Linked DNA regions of Mus musculus: regions 1, 3 and 4 are each linked to region 2. The links are chromatin contacts, called in public Hi-C and HiChIP or PLAC-seq maps. All regions are on one chromosome and are shown on one strand. Each heading gives the region's core, a stretch centred on a gene start, on an enhancer-like site or on the middle of the called end of the contact. The rest is flanking DNA. Distances are from core to core; before and after follow the strand shown. Region 1 overlaps Gm39130 (a long non-coding RNA gene). Region 2 has its middle 14 kb from the start of Gm15418. Region 3 has its middle 21 kb from the start of Gm32330. Region 4 has its middle 6.6 kb from the start of Gm32330.

Evidence for each region. Hi-C and Micro-C count contacts between places; a contact is called where the count stands out from the background. HiChIP or PLAC-seq counts read pairs in DNA pulled down with a chosen protein or histone mark.
Region 1: a Hi-C map of liver shows a contact between it and region 2, with 4 times the contacts expected there. The contact joins two enhancer-like sites. A contact is called at or near these places in 4 of 39 promoter capture datasets (3T3-L1-derived adipocytes, hippocampal neurons and liver), 9 of 484 Hi-C or Micro-C datasets (bone marrow-derived macrophages, embryonic fibroblasts, liver and 2 more), 7 of 115 datasets of contacts at active chromatin or transcription factors (cardiomyocytes, embryonic stem cells, extraembryonic endoderm stem cells and 3 more) and 1 of 9 other capture datasets (embryonic stem cells).
Region 3: a Hi-C map of the AML12 cell line shows a contact between it and region 2, with 4 times the contacts expected there. The contact joins two enhancer-like sites. A contact is called at or near these places in 6 of 39 promoter capture datasets (the C10 cell line, embryonic stem cells, hematopoietic stem and progenitor cells and 2 more), 1 of 15 datasets of contacts at CTCF or cohesin (large pre-B cells), 8 of 484 Hi-C or Micro-C datasets (the AML12 cell line, bone marrow-derived macrophages, embryonic stem cells and 4 more) and 1 of 115 datasets of contacts at active chromatin or transcription factors (embryonic hindbrain).
Region 4: a contact with region 2 is called in a FOXA1 HiChIP or PLAC-seq map of pancreatic cancer cells. The contact joins two enhancer-like sites. A contact is called at or near these places in 4 of 39 promoter capture datasets (the C10 cell line, cranial neural crest, liver and 1 more), 1 of 15 datasets of contacts at CTCF or cohesin (large pre-B cells), 9 of 484 Hi-C or Micro-C datasets (the AML12 cell line, the N1E-115 cell line, bone marrow-derived macrophages and 6 more), 14 of 115 datasets of contacts at active chromatin or transcription factors (astrocytes, cardiomyocytes, embryonic forebrain and 7 more) and 1 of 9 other capture datasets (embryonic stem cells).

Annotation. Positions count from the first base shown.
Region 1 is chr8:10,851,736-10,857,362 of GRCm38.p6, reverse strand. It overlaps Gm39130 (a long non-coding RNA gene), which reads right to left. Exons shown (of 3, transcript XR_870135.2): 2 at 3,782-3,838; 3 at 2,216-3,218. Gm32540 (a long non-coding RNA gene) reads left to right here. Exons shown (of 3, transcript XR_870139.3): 3 at 1-1,643. Among named protein-coding and RNA genes, the nearest start is that of Gm39130, 4.3 kb to the right of the region's middle. Within about 2 kb of position 2,627, at least 36 of the 459 cell types and tissues checked have an H3K27ac peak or open chromatin away from gene starts, as enhancers often do. A contact at or near this core is called in liver, where this site is marked.
Region 2 is chr8:11,170,881-11,176,116 of GRCm38.p6, reverse strand. No RefSeq gene overlaps it. Among named protein-coding and RNA genes, the nearest start is that of Gm15418, 14 kb to the left of the region's middle. Within about 2 kb of position 2,691, at least 82 of the 459 cell types and tissues checked have an H3K27ac peak or open chromatin away from gene starts, as enhancers often do. A contact at or near this core is called in the AML12 cell line, the N1E-115 cell line, astrocytes and 5 more, where this site is marked.
Region 3 is chr8:10,691,816-10,696,941 of GRCm38.p6, reverse strand. No RefSeq gene overlaps it. Among named protein-coding and RNA genes, the nearest start is that of Gm32330, 21 kb to the right of the region's middle. Within about 2 kb of position 1,556, at least 12 of the 459 cell types and tissues checked have an H3K27ac peak or open chromatin away from gene starts, as enhancers often do. A contact at or near this core is called in the AML12 cell line, where this site is marked.
Region 4 is chr8:10,663,822-10,669,638 of GRCm38.p6, reverse strand. No RefSeq gene overlaps it. Among named protein-coding and RNA genes, the nearest start is that of Gm32330, 6.6 kb to the left of the region's middle. Within about 2 kb of position 3,693, at least 121 of the 459 cell types and tissues checked have an H3K27ac peak or open chromatin away from gene starts, as enhancers often do. A contact at or near this core is called in the AML12 cell line, the N1E-115 cell line, astrocytes and 4 more, where this site is marked.

The sequences.
Region 1 (5,627 bases), core at 1,378-3,877, 320 kb after region 2:
TTCATTTCTGGGTCCCATTGAGATCATGGAAACACAAAGTAAATACCCACAGAAGAAAAAAAATGGCCCTGAGAGTATTTATTTAAGAGTATTGTTCCAGGATATGCACAAAGATAAAGACTGTGTAATGAATGGCGACTCCGGAGGCCAAGCACCAAGACGTTCTATCCTGTACCAGCAGTTACCCTGGCCAGGAAGAGGCCGTGTGCTACCTCAGGACATGCCCTTATAAAAGAGTCACCTTGCCAAGCTGCCAACTGGTTCTCTTTACCCTAGAGGATCAAGGGAAAGAACAAAGGGAGGAGGCAGGTGTGATCTGATCCATTCACAGCCACAGGAGTATACAGACAGGCAGGGACTTTTTTCCTGGAGAAGGGACAACAGATGGTGTCAGAGAAGAACATTAGTATTATGCCATACCTACAGATTCCAGAGAGCCCAGGTAGGGCTGTGGGTCTGTGAAACACTAGTATCTAGTAGCTAGCTCTCTCAGGAATGTGGGGCAGGGGGATTCCGGCCTTGTAGAAGCCGCATGGCAGGAAAACAGGTCTCCACTGGGTTCAGGTGTCTCTAAGACTCAGAGAAAGGTCTCTAAGACCCAGAGAAAGGTTCATTTAACTTCCAATGCTCCCCCCCCCCCCACACACACACGGAAACCTCGAATGAAGGGACAGCAATTTGGAAGCAAGTCAAATGAAATACAGAGCGGAAACCCACTCACGTCTCTGCATGCTTAATGATCATTGACTTTTAAAATGGGTTTTGAAATAAAAAGCCTTCTGGAAGAAATGCAGATTTGAAGGGATTACTAGAAAGCACGGATCGAGTACCCTGCTGTCTGCATTAATTCCTCCATAGGTGGGAACTCTGCCGGCCTCCTGATTTCCTATGTTCGCGTATCTGCAGTCCAATTATTAGACGGCAAAAAGCCATAGAGGCCCCTGGATGGGCCTAGGAGCAGATTTTTCATAAACAGACCTGTTGGTTCACCCTTAGCTCATGAAGCCGCTGCTTAAGGAGACTGTGAGAAATACAGTCAGACAAGACAGGGCACTGGCAGCTTCCTGCTTCACATAACATGTTCATCCAAGCACACCCAACTGATGTGGGACACTTTCTGTTCTTTCTCTGACTTCACATCTTTACCAGATGGAGTGGATTAGACTCCCTGTTTCCTCAAAGCACAACTGGGCCAATGCTGGCTGGCTAGCAAGCTCTTGGAATTCACCTGTTTTCATCCCCACCTAATCCTGGGGTTGTAGGCACAGGCAGCCATGCCTGGAGTTTTACATGAGTGCTGGAGACTTGAACTCAGACTTTGCTTGCAAAACCAAAGATCTTATCCACGGAGCCACCTATCAGACTCCTATATATGGAGTCTCTGAGAGCTAGCCTGGTATGCTGGTGCACTCTGCAATTCTAGGACTGACAGGTTGGGGCAGGAGAATCTTGAGTTGGAGGCCAGTGAGACACTGTCTCAAAAAAACAAGGGCTGGGCCTGTGACTCAGTGGTAGAATATTTGCTTTGAAGTGTGCATCCAAGCCGATAGATTCTGCTGCTTCTGCCTTTCCCCCTCGTCTCCTCTTCTCTTGCCTTCTTCTCTTTTGACTCCTCTATGTGTATGTGTTTATTTTAGGATAGGCTTATTTTTTTCCCCAGTGAAGATCTTTGGCAGAAAATTGCATATAGTATTATATATAATTTCACCTAATACATAATTATATATAATTCTGTTAGCGACGTTACATAAGGAAGCAGAGTCTTGTTCGTCACTTCTTAGTGGGTAACATTGTGGAGATGCTACAACAGTTTCAGACTGAGATAAATTTGGCTCAATATTTGATCTTATTTTATTTACTTTTCTTAAATTTACTTATGTAGAGAACACAGGACAGATCAAGAAAAAAAGAATTGTGGAGGGGGGGGAGAGAAGGTGGAGGAGGAGGGGGGGGCTGAGAAAACTCAAGTTGAGAACAGAGAACAAGAGAACAATGTCAGGGAGATGAGAAGGGGCCAGAGAAGAACAGGGAACAGAGACCTGGTGATCACATGTGGCACAGGACCAGTGTGTGACGTATGCTCAGAGTTCAACAGAAAAAGAGAATGCTAGCTGGGCGGTGGTGGCGCACGTCTTTAATCCCAGCACTTGGGAGGCAGAGGCAAGTGGATTTCTGAGTTTGAGACCAGCCTGGTCTACAGAATGAGTTCAGGACAGCCAGGGCTACACAGAGAAACCCTGCCTCGAAAAACAAAAAACAAAAAGTGTGCTTTACAAGAGCTGGGGACCACTGACCCTACTAAGCAGGGTCTTGTTAGGAACTGGTAGCAAGGTATTAGAAACCCACTTCCAGTTCCTTCTACTTGGCAGTCTGACCTCTGCTCTCCAGAACCCGCCAGGACAGGATTGGGGGAAGGGAGAGTGTAAGACAGAGGGCTGCTGGTTTTATCCTGCAGTTTCAGCTGGGTCATTGGGTTGTTGCATCGGGGGTGGGGGTGGGGGGGACAGAGCTCAAAGCCTTAGTCACAGAATTTTGTTTTTCAGTTTTCTTTCTGTTGCTCAACGTGGCCAAAGCTCAGGTTCCAACCCTGGGGTAGATTGTAAGGTCACAGGGCAGAGCTGCAGTCCCTCCTCACTGAGTCAGCACAGCCAAGGCCACAGGAGTTGAGAGACACCATCAGGCAGGAACACACAGGTACACGTGTCACCTGCCAGTAGTCGGCCCTTTTCTCTTCTCTCGATCAGGTTAAAATTAGCCTTAGGCTTTCCTGACTTGGTATTGTTCAGAGTAAAGCAGAGAGGGATGGCAGACTGGGCCTCTTCTGTGCCCCTTGTTTTTGTCCCCTTGGAAGTGCAGGAAGCTGTTGTCTTATGCAGAGAGGCAGGAGCTATGGAGAACTAGAGAGGGACACCTCCATGGGCCCCATCGCCCAAGAGGCAGGAAGAGCAAGCAGCCACTTCTCCGGGACGTGAGGCTGTGTTATCTTTCTCTTTACCCTACAGTGTCTCCGGTCACTTCTTGGTGTGGGGCAACACCCCTGGGGAAAATGGTCACAGACGGTGGTGTCAGTGCCCACTTCTCACTGTTGTGTGGGTCTTGAGCCAACAGAAATGTCATTTGAGGGTCTCAAGGCAGGGCCGGATACAGCCAGCGTGCTGGGTGTGAGATTCTCAGAAATCTGTTCTCTTGAATAAACAAGTCGGTGTTGAGAACAAAGTCTGAAAGGAAATCATAAACTCGTTAGGTTTGTGTTAGGGCAGGGAGTCTCTGATCAGTGCTCCTCACAGTCCCTGGAGACACAGATGTTTACTGACAGCAAGGAGCCGGCTAGCTGTCTGGTCACTCCAATCCTCCTTGTTCTTGACTTTGTAGTAGTTCAAAGGCTGAGGTAGCAAAAGAATTCAACTCATCAAAACCTTTGCCCACTGTTTGAAGCTTCAGAGTACATAGCTTTCCCCAGTTCTCAAATGAAGAAAGGAAACAGAAAATCCACTGTTAGTGTAACAGACCCCCAAGTGAATTTTTAGTTTTTCTAAGTGAGAGTCAAGACAAACAACATACTCAAAATTTATATCGGTGGGAGGAATTTTCTGAACTGCCTTGCTTGCTTGCTGAAAAATGTAACTCAATCGGATCAGAAAGTGGAACATGCAGGCACACAAGCACACACACACACACACACACACACACACACACACACACACACACACACACACACACTCTCTTACTGCTTCGCTTTTAGATGCCTTACATCTCTGTTAACATTTTCTGGTTTCCTCACCTTCTCCAGCTGGGACAGGATATGTTATGCTGCTCCACATTGAGGAACTCCAAGGTTCTGCAAAGGCAGATGAGACCCAAGTCTTAGTGATCCATGGGGGACAGTACCCTGTATTGGGCACTGCTGCAATTCCAGGGCACATCACCCTTGGGCATGCATTTTCAGTGTGGCAAAAAAGACAGACATCATTTATAGGGCAACGGTCTGGCCAGCTACAGGCTGCCAAGAATCCAGCACCTTTCCCAGAAATAATACCATTCCGAAGAGGGAAGATAAGAATCCCCTCCCAGCGGAGTTAAGGAGAGATAACTGTGAGTGTACAGCACACAGCCAAAGGTCGCTCTGCCTGTGTGTGCATGTAACAGGAACCTCTCATGGGAGACACAGGGTGCTGGGGACCTGGTCAGTACCTGGGCACAGCAGACCCAGACCTGGGCACCAGCAAGGCCGGGCTACAGAGCACCCAGAACGAGAAGGCCACCAACTTATGGTCGTCAGTTGACATGGGTAAGACTTGAGGATGGTGCATCAAATATGACCTGTTTTACTTGCACCCAGTGTAGATGAGCTCATGTAGGAATACACACAGCTGCAGGATCACCTCTGCCCAAGGACCTAGAGCTCAGACAAGGAAAAATGCTCTGTCTCAAGGCTAGACAGGGCCCCAAACCTTGGCTTCTTCTGGAAAGGATGAGGAGGCTCCCATAGGTCTACAGAGAAAGGCTGAATATTCTTGAAGTGAATAGAATACAGGAAAAGGGTATCTCAGACAATGTCCAAAGGAGCTGTAGTAGGTGGCAGGTGGGGATGGTGTGGGGCAGTGCATGGGCCAAAGGATGAGAGTTGCAGGGAGCAAGGCAGGGAGACAGCATGGACCCAAGAAGGAGTTTGTATGTGGTGGCTTCCACTGTGTGAGTGTGTATGTACATGTGTGTGTCTGTCTGTCTGTCTGTGTATGAATGTGTGTAAGTGTGTATGTCTATGTGTGTGTATGGATGTGTGTTAGTATGTATGTCTATGTGTGTGTAGCTGTATATGTGTGTATGTGTGTGTCTGTGAATGAATGTGTGTTAGTGTGTATGTCTATGTGTGTGTGTGTATCTGTGTCTCTGTGTGTGTCTGTTCATGATTGTGTACTAGTGTGAAAGTCTATGGATGTATGTGTGTGTATCTGTGTTTGTGTGTCTGTCCGTGTCTGTATGCAAATGGGTATGTCAATGTGTATATGTGTCTGTGTATATGCACAAACACGTGCACAGGTGACACTGGCAAAGGATGGGAGCTGATCAGGAGGGCAAATGCTGAGAGAGGTCATGACCCCAAGGTGGACATCTGGATATAAACTGAGCATCTGTGCAAGCTGGAAGAGATTTTGAACGTGTCACCATAATATTTGAAGACAGAATTATAAGGCTAAAAAGAATCTTACTTAGATAAAGCTTAGAGCCTTTGAGGCTGCAACAGCTAAGAGCTCACATCTGTGTGGGGAAAGGGGGAGTTTGAGCTGGTTTCACACCTCTGGCGGAGGGGCAGCTTGAGCTGGGCTCACACCTGTGGGGGAGGGGAGCTTGAGTTGGTTGCCACCTTACCTTCTGAGATGGCTTTAACTCAAGGAGGAGCAGTGGTGTATGCTACCCACCTGGGATGTCATATCTTCCAGATCATTCCATGGTCACGCTGCAATAATGCTTTAGTGTCAAACAGAAACATACGAAAGTGCATAAAGGACCCTCCATAAAATTCTTTTGGGGTAGTGCCATGAAAAATTACATCCATGGCCAATTAGCTTCCTAACACTGTGTGTGTACCCCGAGTCTGTAGACACAAATGGACGTCTACGCTTAAA
Region 2 (5,236 bases), core at 1,442-3,941:
TCCTTCCTAACAAAGGAAGATTGGAAACTTTTGGAGCTGACAACAACTCCTCTTGGAAAACGGTTTGCGGCGGGCACATTCCCGAGCCTGCTCAGTTTGAGATGCACACTACTGAGCATGCTCACTTCAAGGTCCTAGCTCAAGAAAGAAAGATGGCTGATACATTGCGGTGGGTGGGTGGGTGGGTGGGGGTTACGTATGCCTCGCTCGGGGAATGGAGATGTATTGAAAGTTTAGAACATTCGTGGGCATGTCTATCTTATGTCATAAAGATGGCTGACATGAATACTTCTGGGTCTCTCAGCTTTTGTTGTGCCTAGTTTCTTCTCCCAGAAAGAGAGTAGGGGTGCTCAAAGGAAAAGCCACTTAAAGGCACACAGGCCTCCGTTCAGTTCGTTAACCTGTAGGTCTCCATCCCATAGCGAATTGCCTCTGCTTTTCTTTTCTTATTTGTCCGTTTTTCATTTAAAAATTGCTTTTTAAAATAATACTAGACACATTTGTGAAATATTTAAAAGTGTTCATTCCTCGATACCCCTTCCATTCCTAACGACCCCCCTCTTCTGGCCAGCAACCTCTCCTCTTGCTTCAATGTCTCCCCTTTAGTTATTGTAATCCATTTGTGCTGGTTAGTTCTCTGTCAATTTGTCACAAGCTGGGGTCATCATGTCAACTTCAATTGATAAAACACCCCCATCAGATCGCCTGTGGGGCGATCTACTAATTGATGATACAAGTGGGAGAGCCTAGCTCGCTGAGGGTAAGTGCCAACCCTGGGCTGGTTTTGTTTGTTTGTTTGTTTGTTTTGTTAAAGCGGGCTGAGCAGGCTATGGAGACTCAGCCAATGAGCAGTATTTCTCTATGGCTTCACTTTCTGCCTTGAGTTCCTGCCCTGGCTTCCCTTTGTAATGAACTACAATTATAAGGGAAAACTAAACCCTTTCCTCCCCCAAGAATATCCAAACAAGGGATCAGTGGCTAATTGGACGCATGACTGCAGGCACACGTGCCCAGACAGTCCTTGATGCCGTCATAGGAGATAAGCTGGAAGGAGTTTAACTGGGCACACCTCTGCAATTACTGATAACTAATGCTGGCATCTACGGTCTGTCTTTCGTTCCTCATGACTCTCTCCTGTCTACAAGCCTCTTCACTCCCAGAAGTGTGGAATGAAGACATCTCCCTTGATACCTCTTTGCACTAATGAACCACAAATGATTGCTATCTTACTAATGAGAACCATCACTTTTGTGGAGGTCAGATGTTTGGCGAGGGTCTCTCTAAGCTGAGCCAATCGTTATCAAAGGATGGTTCCCTTTGGAAGCCCCAATGGAAAATCCATTTCCAAGTCCCTGGCAGCCCCGGAGTGGCTGCTCTTCTTGGTAGGTCAAGAACCACATCTGACCCAACAGCTATAGCTACATCACTTGAGGAAATGCCACAAAAGGAGGTTTACCTTCAATCCATCATGTGCTCTGTTAGTCAAGACTACTTACAACGCAGAGGTAAACCCACCCCTGGTGAAGTTCCCAGAGATCAGGGGACGGACCACTCAAGTCTCTTAACATACAGAGCCAGAAAGCACCTGGAGTTCCAGAGGCCAGAAAGTGGTAGCTTGGGCTGAATGGTACAGAGGGGCATCTCAGTTGTGTGTGCAGAGTCAAGGTACTATTGCCTCTTTCCACTGTGGGACAGAACCTGCCTCCAGCCCAGCACCCATCCTCTTCCTGTACCCCATTGCTCACTGAACCCAATTGTCCTCAAGCACCCCATAACCTCACATCACATAATCTCCTGTCCTTCATCCTTCTCCCTGAACCCCATCCTTTATGCACCCCATCCTTCCCCCCGCACGCCATCCCCCTCCTGTGCTCATTCTTCCATTCTTACACCCCACCCATTTCCCTGTACCCTAAAGCTACGACTGTACCCCAATCTCCCCCGGAACTGCATCCTCTGCACTGCACCCCATCTACCCTTCCTTGTTGAACTCTAGAGCCTCAAATCACCCAAGGGCAGCCGGGGGTTGTTTCTATTTCCGAATTGCCCTAGGGGGCAGCACACTCCACACAAAGCGGCACAGCCTGAGACACTCTCTTTTCCAGCCCTGAACCTGAACAGAAAGGGCAGGTCATCTCCTGGTTGGCCCATTCCTGCTTTCCTTGTGGTTTCTCTTGAGCAGCCAGCACCTGACCACCATATGGGTCCACCCATAAGCATAATCGAGTGTACACACATGCGAGCACTCAAACATGCTCACACACACACACACACACACACACACACACACACACACACGAGCATGAGAACAAACACCAGCACCCACACCCCACACCCCCACCACCACAGTGCCAGCCCCTGACTCTGCTCCCCACCCCCACCCATGTTCTTTGGCTACAGTTATAGGAAAAGACAGCCCTGGGCTCCCTGCCACGGTGCCCTCTTTGGTTTCTGTGGTGTCCTGTAAAGGACACCTTGGCACGCTAGGTGGGTGACAAGGGAGTGCACATGATTTCCAGGGTGATCCCCGGGCCTGAGTTGCTGCATGTGTCTCTATTAGGAGCTCCTGTGTCCCTGGGTCTGATGCCTTGGTGTGGCCCTGACGTGAGCAGGAGTGACGCTCTCTCTGTGACTCACCCGCGTCCACAGAGAGTAACCAGGATGCCAGGCATGCCAACCACTCAATCGAGCACTTGGCACTATGTGAGCCCACAGCTGCCAGCAGCATGCGACCAGAGGCTCAGCAGCCTGGGAGTCTCCTGTGCCTCTCCTCCCAGCTGTTCCTTGGAGGGGCCGTTGGTCCTGCAGAAAGTGATTCCCATTGCAGGTTGGATAGAGAACCTCAAAGAGGGGCATTGAGCAGAACCACTGTGAAGCTGGATAGAGTGCTCCTTGGCCTCCAGTCCCCTTGTAGCTCCCTGCTGAGTATCCAGCTCTGACCTCACTGTGCTTACCTGGAAAAATGAAGGGCGCAGAGGGAGTTTATCCTTTTCTAGTTCTGCTTGTCGATGTGTGCAGGCGAGGTCATGCTGCAGTTCTAAGGAAGGCAGCTCCTGCTTCTAGCATTTGTGGATCCAGTTGTGGTACCCTGGTCCTAGCCCCATGGTCCATGTCACTTCTTCTCTGTGTGTGCCCACCCCACTCTCTCTTTAGATGGATCAGGGTTCTGGCTAGGCCATCAAAATCTCGTTTTGTTCTAAGTTGTCATAGCTGCAGAGACGGATGTCCTTGTGAGGTGACATCTGAACTGCTGTCGACTTGACCATGCCGTTTTGGTGGTGTAATTCACCCAGCAATGCTTCCTTTGCAAGGCTGTGAGGGTTTTGTGCTCCCTAAGACTATTTACTAAACACTGTTCAGTTTCCTCTCAATAAACAACAGCTGTAAAGACATAAACCTCAGGCAGGACTACCCTCCCGCCATCTTCTGCTCTTCCCAAGCTTATTGGAAGCTCACCTTGCCTCTGCTTCAATTTACTGCTCAGGCCTGTGTGCCCTACTTTAGGGTCTGCTCAGCACAGGCCCTCAGACTCTATATTCCTTCTAGGATATAGAACGACTCTGAAGATGGGTTTGGGCAGGACCCACCATTCTCTCACAGACCAGATGTTCTGCAGTTGATTCCACGGTTCCAACCAGGAGCCGTCTCTCCTCTTGACAAATCATCCCAGAACTTTAAAGTAGCTCAGAAGACGGAGTGAGCCAGGAATCCCAGCTCTGTCACTCTCCATGTTAGCAAGTGAGTTCACCCTGCCTTAGGCCTGTTATTTGCCCCCTTGAACCTGAGGAGGACCTGTCTTCTGTATCCACAGCCATCCCAGCCCACAGATCCTCACAGACTCTCACCATTGCTGCTCACCACACAGCAAGAATCTTAGTTGCTCCTTATTGGGCCTTACACGCCCGCAGCCATGCAGAATGCAAGACAATGCAGCCAAGCAGCAGAAAGGCCTGGGTCCCTGGGAATTTTTCAGAGTCCCCAGAAAAGCCACCAAAGATGGTTTTGAACCTCACTCCCTGCACCTCTGAACTATGGTCATGACTGTGAGGCTCCACCTAGTTAGAAAGACCCCTGGAATGATATCCTACTGTTGGCTAACTAGACTTGTTCCAAGCTTCACCTGTTCCTGAGAAACAGAGAGTTAAGACATGTCTATTTTCCAGGATAAAGGAGACCCTGTGCGCCTCAGTCCCTGGAGATTTGTGCAGCTGTGTGACTTCTAGTGGATGGGTGCACTGCTTGCTAAGTGAGGAGACCAAGCAAAGAACCTCAAGGACTGAAAGGTTAGATCTTAAAAAAGGAGCAGAGAGCGTTCCCCAAGCCTGGATATGGGCCTGGAGCTCAGATGACTCAGACCTTTGGCTCCTGTGTCACATGAGGGAGACGTCCACACTCTGTTACTCTGGATCTGCTGCTGCCAGCCGCTCTTGGCCGGCGTCCTGAGAGTAAATGCCACACAGACTGTGTCCCGAGGAGAGTGCATGGCATTTTGTATTCTTTCGGCTCCTAGTTATGAGAGGGTGGACAATATTGCATATCCTTCCTACCCTGGGGATCCTGTCCTATAGTTTAAAATATCACATCTAAGACAGAGATACCCCAGATTGCAGCAGGGGCTGATTGCACAGGGACACTTGGCCGGCCTGACTGATAACATCAAGGCACCAAGTTCACAGGTTCAGGGGTCCTCTGTGGACTTCCCATTCATATCTTCTTCATATCATTGGGCAAGATTATATTAAAATGACGTGTATTGGAGGGCTGAGACTTTAGGGATGGCAGCAGCTGTCATGTCTTAGGCACCATGAAAAAGGTAGGCTGGACCAGGAATGGGGGACATGCTGAAAGGGCGTGGGAGGCTCTGAGGCACTGGGTCATTCTCTGAGGAGGACAAATGAGTGTCAACAACTTGAGGAAGGGTTTCCAGTGGGTGATGGTCTGGGAAACTCCTCTTGAGGGGCTTATCTTCTTATTTACTTGGCAAGGGTAGGCCAGGTGACCTGACCCCCAAGCCCCAGTTCCTTGCAGCTCCAGAGGTCAGGCTGTTACCTGCTCTCTGAAGGCATTGCTACCGTCTGACTGAAGTATTCCCCAAATGTGGCAGCCCAACCCGCAGCATCTGGTCAGAGATACATCGGGGCCAGCCTGGAGCCACTGAGTTAGCAGTCTGGGAGGGACCCAGATACCAGCTTTAAGCAAGATATTCCCCTGAGGGGTCGTGTCACAGCTCATAGTG
Region 3 (5,126 bases), core at 307-2,806, 480 kb after region 2:
TCTAGCACTTGCTGTGCAAGCAGGAGGGCCTGAGTGTAGACCATCAACACCAAGCAAAAATAATGAGTGTAGTGACACCTGCCTAGAGTCCCTGCAATGAGGGCAGAGACGGGAGATTCCCAGAGGCTCCTTGACAAGGTAGCCCAGCAGACAGGATGAACTACAGGTTCAGTGAGATACCCATCTCTAAAGATAAATTGGGATGCCTTTGAGGCCCATCCAACATCAACCTCTGACCTATACACACACCTGAACGGATGAGTGTATATATACACATACAGAGAGAGAGAGGGAGAGAGAGAGAGAGAGAGACAGAGACAGAGACAGAGACAGAGAGACAGAGACGGAAAGACAGAGAGACAGAGAGACAGAGATCTTTTAAAAATCTGCTCAAAAAGGGAGAGCATGTCATGTCATGCCTGGTACTGGAGACTTAGACAAGAACCCAGGGAGAATGAGGCCGTGGGTCTCAGATCAGAACCTACATTATTGAATCAACACCATTCCTAACTACACACTAACCATTTGTTCTTATACCCACTGGTAAGTGTGGTCCTGACCCATCAGCAAGGAAATGCCTCTTTACAACAAACAGAGACCATTACAGAAAGCCAATCGAAATGCAAAGTATTGGAGCCCAGCCCAATGGATGCATCTACAACACAACTACACCCAAGACTTAGAAGACCGTAAGAGATGAGGGGGGAAAGATTGTAGGAGCCAGAGGATTAGGGTGTGAGGTTATGTCTTCTAGAAATATCAGGAGCTACACCCATGAAGTCTCACTAACATGGCTGTTTAAACATGAGCTGTGCAGAGACGGCATCAACAGACATGCTAACATGGATGGGGGAAATCTCACTAATCCTACAGGAAGGATTACAGGAAATGAAGGAATGTTCAGGATAGGAAAGACAGTCATCCCTGGGGAAGAACACATCAGCAAATGTCCAGGTCTGTAAACAAATGTACAAGTCACATGGATGTATCTCATTATACAGAACGAGTGGGTTGCATTTATGTGTTTACTAATATATACATGCACATTCGTATGCACGGAACAACTGCTAAAGAAAAAGGTCATGCATTTGAAAGGAAGCATGAGGATATGGGGAGGGTTTGAGAGAGAAAAGAGAAGGGGTGTTCTATTTATTATAATCTAAGAAGTCCAATTGCTGCAGAAAACTAAGCACATGATACTCATGACTAAAGCATCTACACAAGGAACAGGTGGGTTTTTGTTTTTGTTTGTTTTTAAAGCTGGCCACATTTTCTGTGGTTACTTATGTGATGGTTATTGATTTTCCAGAAATAAATAGAAGAGTCCTGATGGAGTTTAATGCAAAAAGGATGGTTTCTCGTCCGCTGCTGACATCATTATGATGTCAAAAAAACCCTTTCATCTCAAAGACTGAGCAATTTTATATGTACTTAAACAAACGTGGTTCCTGAGAGAGGCGGCGTGATTGCTAGTTCAGAGCTGAGGCAAGCTTAAAGAGGCCTGCCTGTGACTCATCCAGGTCAAAAACAGATGATGGATCTTGGAGCTGTGCATTGGTTAATCAGTCTTGCATGAGCGCCCAGCACAGTTTGTTCCATTTGTGCCAACCAGATGACTCCCGTATGCATGTGAGCTTGCCACCAAGCAGGGTCAGTGTCTTTGAACTTGCATGCTACACTAGGTCACCAGTAAATAAAGTTTAAAACATGGGGTGGGGGCCTGTGATGGTTAATATTGACTATAAACTTGACTCACTCTTGGATCAGCTGTACCTGGAACAGGATGGCCTGATGCCAAGGCCATCCTATAACCCAGTGAATCTCTAGGGTGGATAAAAGGGACGAAGCAGGCTTAGTTCTGTGTGGCTAAGCCACCTGACCAGCTGCACAATCTGCCACTAGCTACTCTTCCAGGACGGAGGATCTTCAAACTGTAAGCAGTGAGATACCCTTTATTCTTTATGTTGATCTTATTAGCTACTTTGTTATACTATCGAAGAACAACTAACCTAGGGCCCATCCCAGACACACTGATCCAGGGGTGCCTAGTAGAAACCCACCACAGGAATTTCTAATAGCTTCTGGGCTCTGCTAGATGGCTTTCCATGTCTCTGTTGGTGCTAGAATGATGTGCTGCCGAGCCCTGTTTCTTGAAGGTAGACATGCTGCTGAGCCCCTTAGCTCAGCCTTGCCTGCAGTTCCACCAGAGTTTGGGATGGGCAGCTATGATTCCCGTGGTTCCCAAGTTGCACTGACATTGCAGTTCACAGGCCAGGATTGAAGACACACTTACAAGGGTAACTTCATGCAAAACTCAACACGCTGTGCACAGCACAAACCAGTTTTACAGTTTAATAATACACGTGAGCGTTCAGTGTTGTCATATTATAACCCAGTGAATCTCTACCATAGACTCCACCCCCTGGTTCTAGGATGCTGGGAGGTAATTCTGGAGGCACCTGGCAGGCATTCCCAAAGCCCAATTTCTGCCTGATGGCCAAACCTACCTATAGAATGGCATGTTATGTGCCTGGAGTCACTGAAGCTGCACAGAGGCTATAGGAAGCTATTTGTACGATGGTTTGTAGTAACAATGTTCTGTCCAGGTGTGAACTCATGGGTGTGTGACACTGTGTTCACTCCTTCCTCCCAGAGCTGCTCACGCAGCAGCAAGGATTCATGTACCCAGCAAAGAGTCAACGGCCACAGGTAGAGTGGGAAATGACACCCATTGCAGAAGACCTGGGTTTGCCTGCCAGGGGTGCGGAGACCACGATGTTGGAACGCAGGGTACTCAGTTCTGGTCCTCTAGGGCCCTGGTGAGCTTACAATAGCCCAGCTATCTCTTCTGTTTTAGCATCTATATTTGTAGACTAGGCCTTCAGCCTGTGCACCTTTAAAACACAGAAGTACAGTCTAGAGCTCTTAAGGGCTAGTCATGCCCTCCAGTGAATGTGTGGTCATTACACATTCAGTTTTCACAGTTTGATTTTTAAAAGGTAAGTGTCATGTGAGAGTGAATGCAGACATAACCTAATAGACATGAGTGACTTTGGCTGGCAGACATCACTGGAAGACCAGACTCTCATGTGTGGTGTTCCTGGTTGACTTACTTCATGACACCTGCTATGTCTGAAGCCAGCACCCCTCGGCTGTGAATAGATGTGGGTCCCTTCCCAGCAGTTCCTCTTGTGTCACCTGTGAATGTTCCTGCTCCTGGAAGCTACTTTGGAGGGAACATGTTTTTATTCTAATGCAACAAGGAGAAAACTGGCACATTGTGTCCTAGATGTGCCTCTGTGGAGTTATTTTTCCTATCACGTTCCTATCATCCACCAAATCCAAATAAATGAGGTATTCTCATTAACCATGTAATCTGATGTTTACAAGAAGTTATTAAGAGCAAATATGGTCTTAAACATGGAAAATTCATGCTTTTTCCAAAAGGTAGAATGATTTTAGACTCACCTGCATCTTTCCTCAAGAATAATTGTCTATGTGTCTACTCTGGTTACAGATAGTATTCTGTACAATTGCATGCTGAAAGAATGTAGCACGGTTTTGATTTTTACAGGAACCACAGTGAAGAGACTGCCGAGAGTCTCACAAGAGACTGAGAACGCTTGAATGGGGTTGAGACTGTGAAAGGACATGGGGACCTCTGAAGTTGAACTGAATACATTTTGAGCTATGAGACAGCCATGAGCCTATGCAGGCCGAGAGACTGAATGTAATGGTTTGATTGGGAAATATCTTCCCTAGGTTCATGTAGTTGAACACTTGTTCCCTGGTCATTGGGACTATTGGGGGAGGTCATGGAATCTTTAGGAATTACAGCTTTGCTGGAGGAAGTACCACTGAGGGTCAGCTTTAAGGGTTTATTGCCTCCCCCCACTTCCTGCACATTCTCTCTGCTGTGTGAATAGAAATATGATTAGCCAGCTTCCTGCTTTGCAGCAGGCATGGGGGTCTGTGTGTTCAGAAATAAGCACTAGGGAACCAAGAATGTTAAACTCACAGTGTTGTTCTTTCAGAGGAAGGGATACATAATCTGCTATCTACCCAGAAAGCGAGAGAGGATGTAGTTAATGGCTTGGTGACCTTCTTGTGATCTGTCTGGCCAAGAGAGCACACTGGATCCTCCCCCAAAGTCTTATCATAAGCTTGGTTTTCTCAGCCAATCAGAAGAACCCATTCCTATGAAAGGTGTCCTGTGTGCTTTACAAAGAGTTTCAATGTAGTCACATCTGATCTTTATTTAGCTTAATTTGTGTTTTATTGTGCAAGGGGATTGAATTATCACCAGGAAAGTTTTCACCAAATCTCATTGTGCTTAAATGCCTGAAATAAATTATTCAGGCTCAGAACCCCTCTGTCTCAGTTAGGGTTTCTATTGCTGTGACGAGACACCATGACCTGACCGTGGCAACTCTTACAAAGGCACCCACTTAATTGGAAATGGCTTACAGTTTCAGAGTTTAAGTCCACTATCATCCTGGTGGGTAGACATGGTGCTGGAGAAGGAACTGAGAGTTCTGCATCTTAATCTACAGGCAGCAGCAGGAGACTGTCGGGATCACACTGACCAGACTTAAATACACACAAACACACAGAGACACAGACACAGACACAGACACAGACACAGACACAGACACAGACACAGACACAGACACAGACACAGACACAGACACAGACACAGACACAGACACACAGACACACACACACACACACACACACAGGAGACCTCAAAGCCCCACAAGGGCACACCTCCTAATAGTGCCACTTCCCATAGGCCAAGCATATTCAAAGCACCACAGAGACATACTGGTCGTAGCTTAAGCACAGGAGACCTCAAAACCTGTTCCCATGGTGACACACGTCCTCCAACATGGCCATACCTCCTCCAGCAAGTCCACACCTCCTCACAGTGCCATGTCCCATGAGACAAACATTGAAACACATGAGTCTCTAGGGGCCACACCCATTCAGACTACTGCAACCAGCACTTAGTCCTGTTGAGTCTATAGGGATCACACCATTCAGACTACTGCAACCAGCACTTAGTCCTGTTGAACTGAATCAATTGCATTCGTACCTCCTGTAGCTGGTCTCTCTGCTGGTCACAG
Region 4 (5,817 bases), core at 2,444-4,943, 510 kb after region 2:
AAAAGAATTTTTTTTGGCTAAACAAGGAAAAGAAATGAAGAAAATACGAGATTGTAACTGTGACTAATGATAATATACTGATGCATTAAAAATGCCAGATTCCATTTAAATATTCTTTAAACACTTAGTGTTGAGTATTCTAAACACCACACACACACACAAACACACACACACTTACATTCACATACACAGCACTTACACACACTTATATAATACACTCATACACATATACACTTATATACACATAGCACTCATTCACAGTCACACAATAACCCCCCCACACACACACACATACACACACTTGAACACTTACATACTCTGTTGTGCAGGGGTCAGAGGATATAGTCCTACTGTGTGGTACTGCTCATTTTATCTCAAGGAACTTCTCACACACTGATTTATTCAGCTGGTATGGTTTGTCTGTAATACATTGACACAATCATCTAAGATCCAGACAAACAATACTTCAGATGAAGGTTAAAACTGAAGGGGCAAAAAATTTATGTTTGTTTTTACAATTTATATTTTTAAAGTGGTAGGAAATAATTTTAAACTTTATCTTGGATTTTGTGATATATATATATATATATATATATATATATATATATATATATATATATATATATATAGTTTGTTGATTTAATATCTAGAATCATAGATGAAAGTCTTGAAGCACATACAAACAAGAAGATTTCTTGCACAAAAATCAGGGTAGGAGTCCCCAGGGGGAGATGAACCCACCCTGTTCAATTTTTGTCTTATAGATTCTACAGCAAGCTTGTACACAAAGTGTGCTTGGCAGGTATGGTGCTAGGAACTAGGGCCAGGTTAGGAATGGACATCTACCCTCAGGCTCATCCCTGAGTATGGTAGCCATGATGGCTGCTGTGACCACCATGTTCTGTGCTCCAGATCAGCATGTCCTTGCAGACCTCAGTGACAAGCTGGCATTCATGCTGTCCCTTTGTGATTCTGTGTGCAGAATTCCTCTAGGAGATGACTGGCATGGCAAGTCCCACCTGAAGCACAAAAGCTGGATAACTCTAAGGTTAGCCTTTGAGGGAGGATGCCAAGCCATGAATTATGAGCCCAGATGCTAAGAGATGACATTTGGCCACACCTGGAGTCTGGGGCAGAAGGCTCTGTTTGTGGGCGATGGCTGTGAATCCATAGCATCTCTCAGCAGCTCTGACTTAAGCAGGAGGTAAAAGGAAGAGGAACCAACGGGTATGCTTCATTCAGCAAAAGTGCTGCCTTGGGGCAATACCAAGGGTAGGGTGTGTGTGTGTGTGTGTGTGTGTGTGTGTGTGTGTGTGTGTGTGACAAAAGTTTATGTGTGAGACGAGAGGCAGACATACACTTTCTGTTCCTTACAGGAGTGGCAGGTCTGAGCTCACTGGGTCAGAAAGCTTCCGTCTTCCTTCTCCATTGATGAGGGCCAACTGGCCAGCCGGGACAGACAGGAGCCAAGATATGCAAGTGCACAGAAGAAGACAGAGGCAAAAGGTAAAAGACAAGGTTGTAGGAGGGTCTTAAACGCGTTCTCACGACCTGCCAGGAAAGACGCAACAAACCGGAATCTTCTGCGGCAAAAGCTTTATTGCTTACATCTTCAGGAGCCAGAGAGCAAGAGCAAGAGAGAGAATGGTGAAACCCCATCCCTTTTAAGGAGAATTATCCTCCGCCTAGGACGTGTCACTCCCTGATTGGCTGCAGCCCATCGGCCGAGTTGTCGTCACGGGGAAGGCAGAGCACATGGAGTGGAGAACTACCCTTGGCACATGCGCAGATTATTTGTTTACCACTTAGAACACAGGATGTCAGCGCCATCTTGTAACGGCGAATGTGAGGGCGGCTCCCCACAGGAGGGTGTCAGGAAAGCTCAGGAGTGAGGGCAGAACCAGTGGCCTGGGCTTCGAGGAGACTTTATGCGTAGTATGCATTATGTGTGGTGGACGTTATGTGCAGTAAACATTATGTGCAGAGGATGTTATGTGCAGTGGCAATGAATTCCCATGTGCCATGCACACTCACTCCTCTCAATCCCAATTTTGGAGCAGCACTGCTGAAAGCACCTAGTTTCTGTGGTCCCCTTATGTTGGAAGAGGCCAGGGGGCAACATGTTTCCTATGACTTTTGTCTGTTAGACATTGCTTAGGAATCTACCTAGTATGCTCTCTGAGACCTTCAAAGATCTGGGAAGCTTAGGGAAGGGAAGGATGGCTTTATCTCCCTTAAGGATGTTCTCGTAAGGAGGGTTCTCCTGCCAGCCTCCATCAACAATCCAGGCCCCAGAATCCAAGACTGACCAAGTGTAGTAAAACCCCCATGTTGGCCAACGACAGCATTCTAGCTCTGAGTTTCCTGAGCCTCCATTATCTTATTCTTTTTCTTCTGTGCTTCCAGGATTAACATTGGAGACCAAGGCACTTTCCCTGTCTCTTGATTTCTTCATGTTCAAAGAATCTGTTTCAGGATGACATGTTCTGAACCCCGTTGCGGTGTTTCATGCTTTGCCTCTGTAGAGCAGTATCCAACCAGAATGCTTGGGTTGTCTAGAGACATCTAGACTTCATGCACCTGCTTATGCACACATCTGGGTACCCACTCGGGAGAGAAAGGAAGCACACAGGTCGGGGAGCAAGGTCCTTGGATCTTCAGTAACACCCCTTTCTCTCTGTCCTATGGCTTCCATGGACTGTACTGCCAAAAGGCAGTGTCAATGAAAAAACAGGCATCTCACTGGCTCTCATAATGTCCCATCTGCTCCCCGGGCTCCTCCTGCAACACAGAGCCATGCTTTGGAAACTCTGGGGATCAATTTCATTCACTCTGAAGTTACCATTCACTTCATCTTTGGTGGTCTCCAAACTCTTCTGGAAGGGTCCCTGAATATCATGCTGGTTTCTTGCTAGACAACTGATTTGGCTGGTGTGTGTGTGTGTGTGTGTGTGTGTGTGTGTGTGTACGTACACACATATATGCATGTGTACCTCTGTGTACAGGCTCCCATACCATTTCCTACATGGATAAAACTCTTCTCCAAAATTACAAAAGAATTACTGAGGGCATCTCAATGAATTTGTTCTCTTTATTTCTTAAAATAATTTTGTTTTAGATATAGTAAAAATAATAATAGCTCTGTTTTCTTTTTGTTTTTATTACATTGAAATGAAACATGTCTATATTGCATGCAACCTGCTTGGAATTTCTAGAAGATAGTTGCAAGACTGGATGTCTAACTCCAGGCAGCCTGATGCTTAGCTTAGGGACCCCTTCCTCTCCTTCAGCAAAGGAAGCCTCGATTTACACCTCTATAGACCCATCTCAGCAAGTTCAGTCTTTCCATTAACCCCTGGTAGCCACAATGACTTCCTAATACCAGTTAATTAACAAACACTGGTGCTCCAACAGATGAATTCCTGGGAGAGTCTTTGGTGTGGTCCCCAGACTGCAGGAGCAGAGCGCAAGCTTTTTCCTTTGTTCTTCCAACACTTTCCTTGTGGGCCACAAAGTACTTTGAATCTCAAATGAGCTCTCTAATTAGTCTCTGCCGGCCTTCCTGCAGGATGGGCAGGGCTGTCGATTATCTCCACTTTGCAGATAGTAACAATTTACAGGACTTGGCTGAGGTCACCGGAACATTAGCATCTCAGCCAGAATACAACTCTTAGTCACTAAGCCCAGTCCTCCTACTCTGTTCCCTAGACAACTCCCTCCATCCTCTTGGCATTGGATCTGTACTTGCAGGGAGACCTTATTGTAACACTGTGAACTCCAATTTGGTGCTTGAGGCCTGGAGGTAAAAGGGGGACTTGAGGAAAGGTGTTCTGGCGTGTTTGTTTTATAGATAATACTCTACTGACTGGCTTGGCAACTCTGCGTGCACTTGTGTCTCAAAAACAAAAAAAAATGTCATTTACACAATCCATAGACTATCTTCATGGCCTAAATATTTCAAGGCCAGACCAAGTGAATACACCACCGGTGGGTGATTCTCAGCAACTAAGTATGCTTGTGTGAGGTTTGGGGACTCACTGTGCCCTGTGGTGATTGCAGATGAGATTCCCCACTGCCCAGTGCTCTGTGCATGTGATTTGAGCCTCTTTCTGTTGTATTGGAGAGCTGTGACACGGGGAGGCACATCTTTTCTCACCTCCTGAGGAGACACCAGAACTCTGTGTGGCCAAAGTACAGGGCTGTGTTAACCAGAACCAGGTCTCTCAAGAAACATAGAAGTGCAAGCTGCACAAACCCAGCTCATCATTTATTGACAGGAGCCTTAGACGCAGGCGGGACCAGGGGCTGCTATTGGACGGTCTACAGGCAAATTTCCGAGAGTGCCAGAGCTGAAGAACGAAGACATAGACTTTGATTCCTAAATCTCCAGTGCTCAGGAACGCTGTGGTCACGGCAGATGTGTGTTTATTCATGATATTCAACTGACGCAGACTCCCAGACTCCGTTCCCCACCCTCTCTGAACAGTAAACAAGTCCTCCCCATGACTGTGGGAACGGACTAATGAGTAATTACACGTTTGAAAGTCACCAGAATGGAATCCCAGGGGTGGACCCCTGAGTAAAGGAGAGTTGTGGGATAAATGCAAACACATTCTTTGGATTCCAGATCCCAGTGTGGTGCCAGGGTGCAGCTTCCCCAGGGAGGGCATGGAGGTACAGTAGGCCGCAGAGCTGATCCTATTAGCCACCTCACTTGGGCACTGATCCAAGAAGGCTAGCTGTAAACATGAATATTATTGTTCAGATCTTTGCTCTGTCTCATTCAAATATAGAAAGCTACATAAACATAAGGGAATTCTCTAAGAAGTATTTATCTCAATCCAAAGCAAGGAATGACTTCTGTGTTTGTTTGTTTGTTTATCTGTAGTGGTAGCATTAGTGTATTTGAGTTAGTGATCCAAGAAATGGGCATACTTTATGTTTGGGAAGTTGCAACCAATACCAGCATCACACTGACACATTCATTCATTTAGCCTTCCAGAGACACAATAAACAGCTCTGAGAACTATCAAAGCTAATGATTTAGTCCTCTCCCCATAATCATAAATGTGGCAGGTCACACACCCTTATAGGTGAATCGAATCCTGAATGTGGTAATCAGTACAAACAATTACTAACTGCTAAAACTGCTTAAAGTCTGCCGAGGCTGTCTGCCATTGGTAGCTAGAAGAAACCCCAACCAGCTGCTCCTTTTCGGCCAACCAGCTGATCATTTCAAACATAGTTGCACAGACATTAATTTGAATGATGGCTGTATGTCACTTCTAGGGAACAGACCAGAGGCGAGTAGGATTTCTCTCAGGGTAGTCTTCAGGCTTTATGCAGGGAGCAAACCGGCTTTCTTCAAAGGTTAGCTTCACCACAGGTGGTCTATCCCTTCTGAAAGACTCCTCCAGTCCCCACAGGCTGACCCCTGTTCCCATGGCAACCTGAGAAGTACAGGGTTGTTGAAAACAATTCTTTAATTTGTTTACTATTTCAAACTCAAGAACACGCCCCAAGGTTTCAGTCTCTACTCCAGAGTCTGCTTTTCTGACGTTTGAAAGAAAAACAGGAACAAAACCCCTTAGTGCTCTTTTACATGGAAGAGACTCTGAGGAACTAAGCTTTCTCGAAGGCCAGCTTGTGTTATAAATGGGGAAGCCAAGGGTTATGTTTCATACCACGAGGCTGCACAGCTAGAGGAACCTCACCAAATGGTGTCATCTTCTTGCTGTTGCTTGATGTCTGCTGTGTGCTGAGACTGTCATCTCTACTTCAGTTGTAGGAACAGAAGTGTCTGGATACAACCATAGA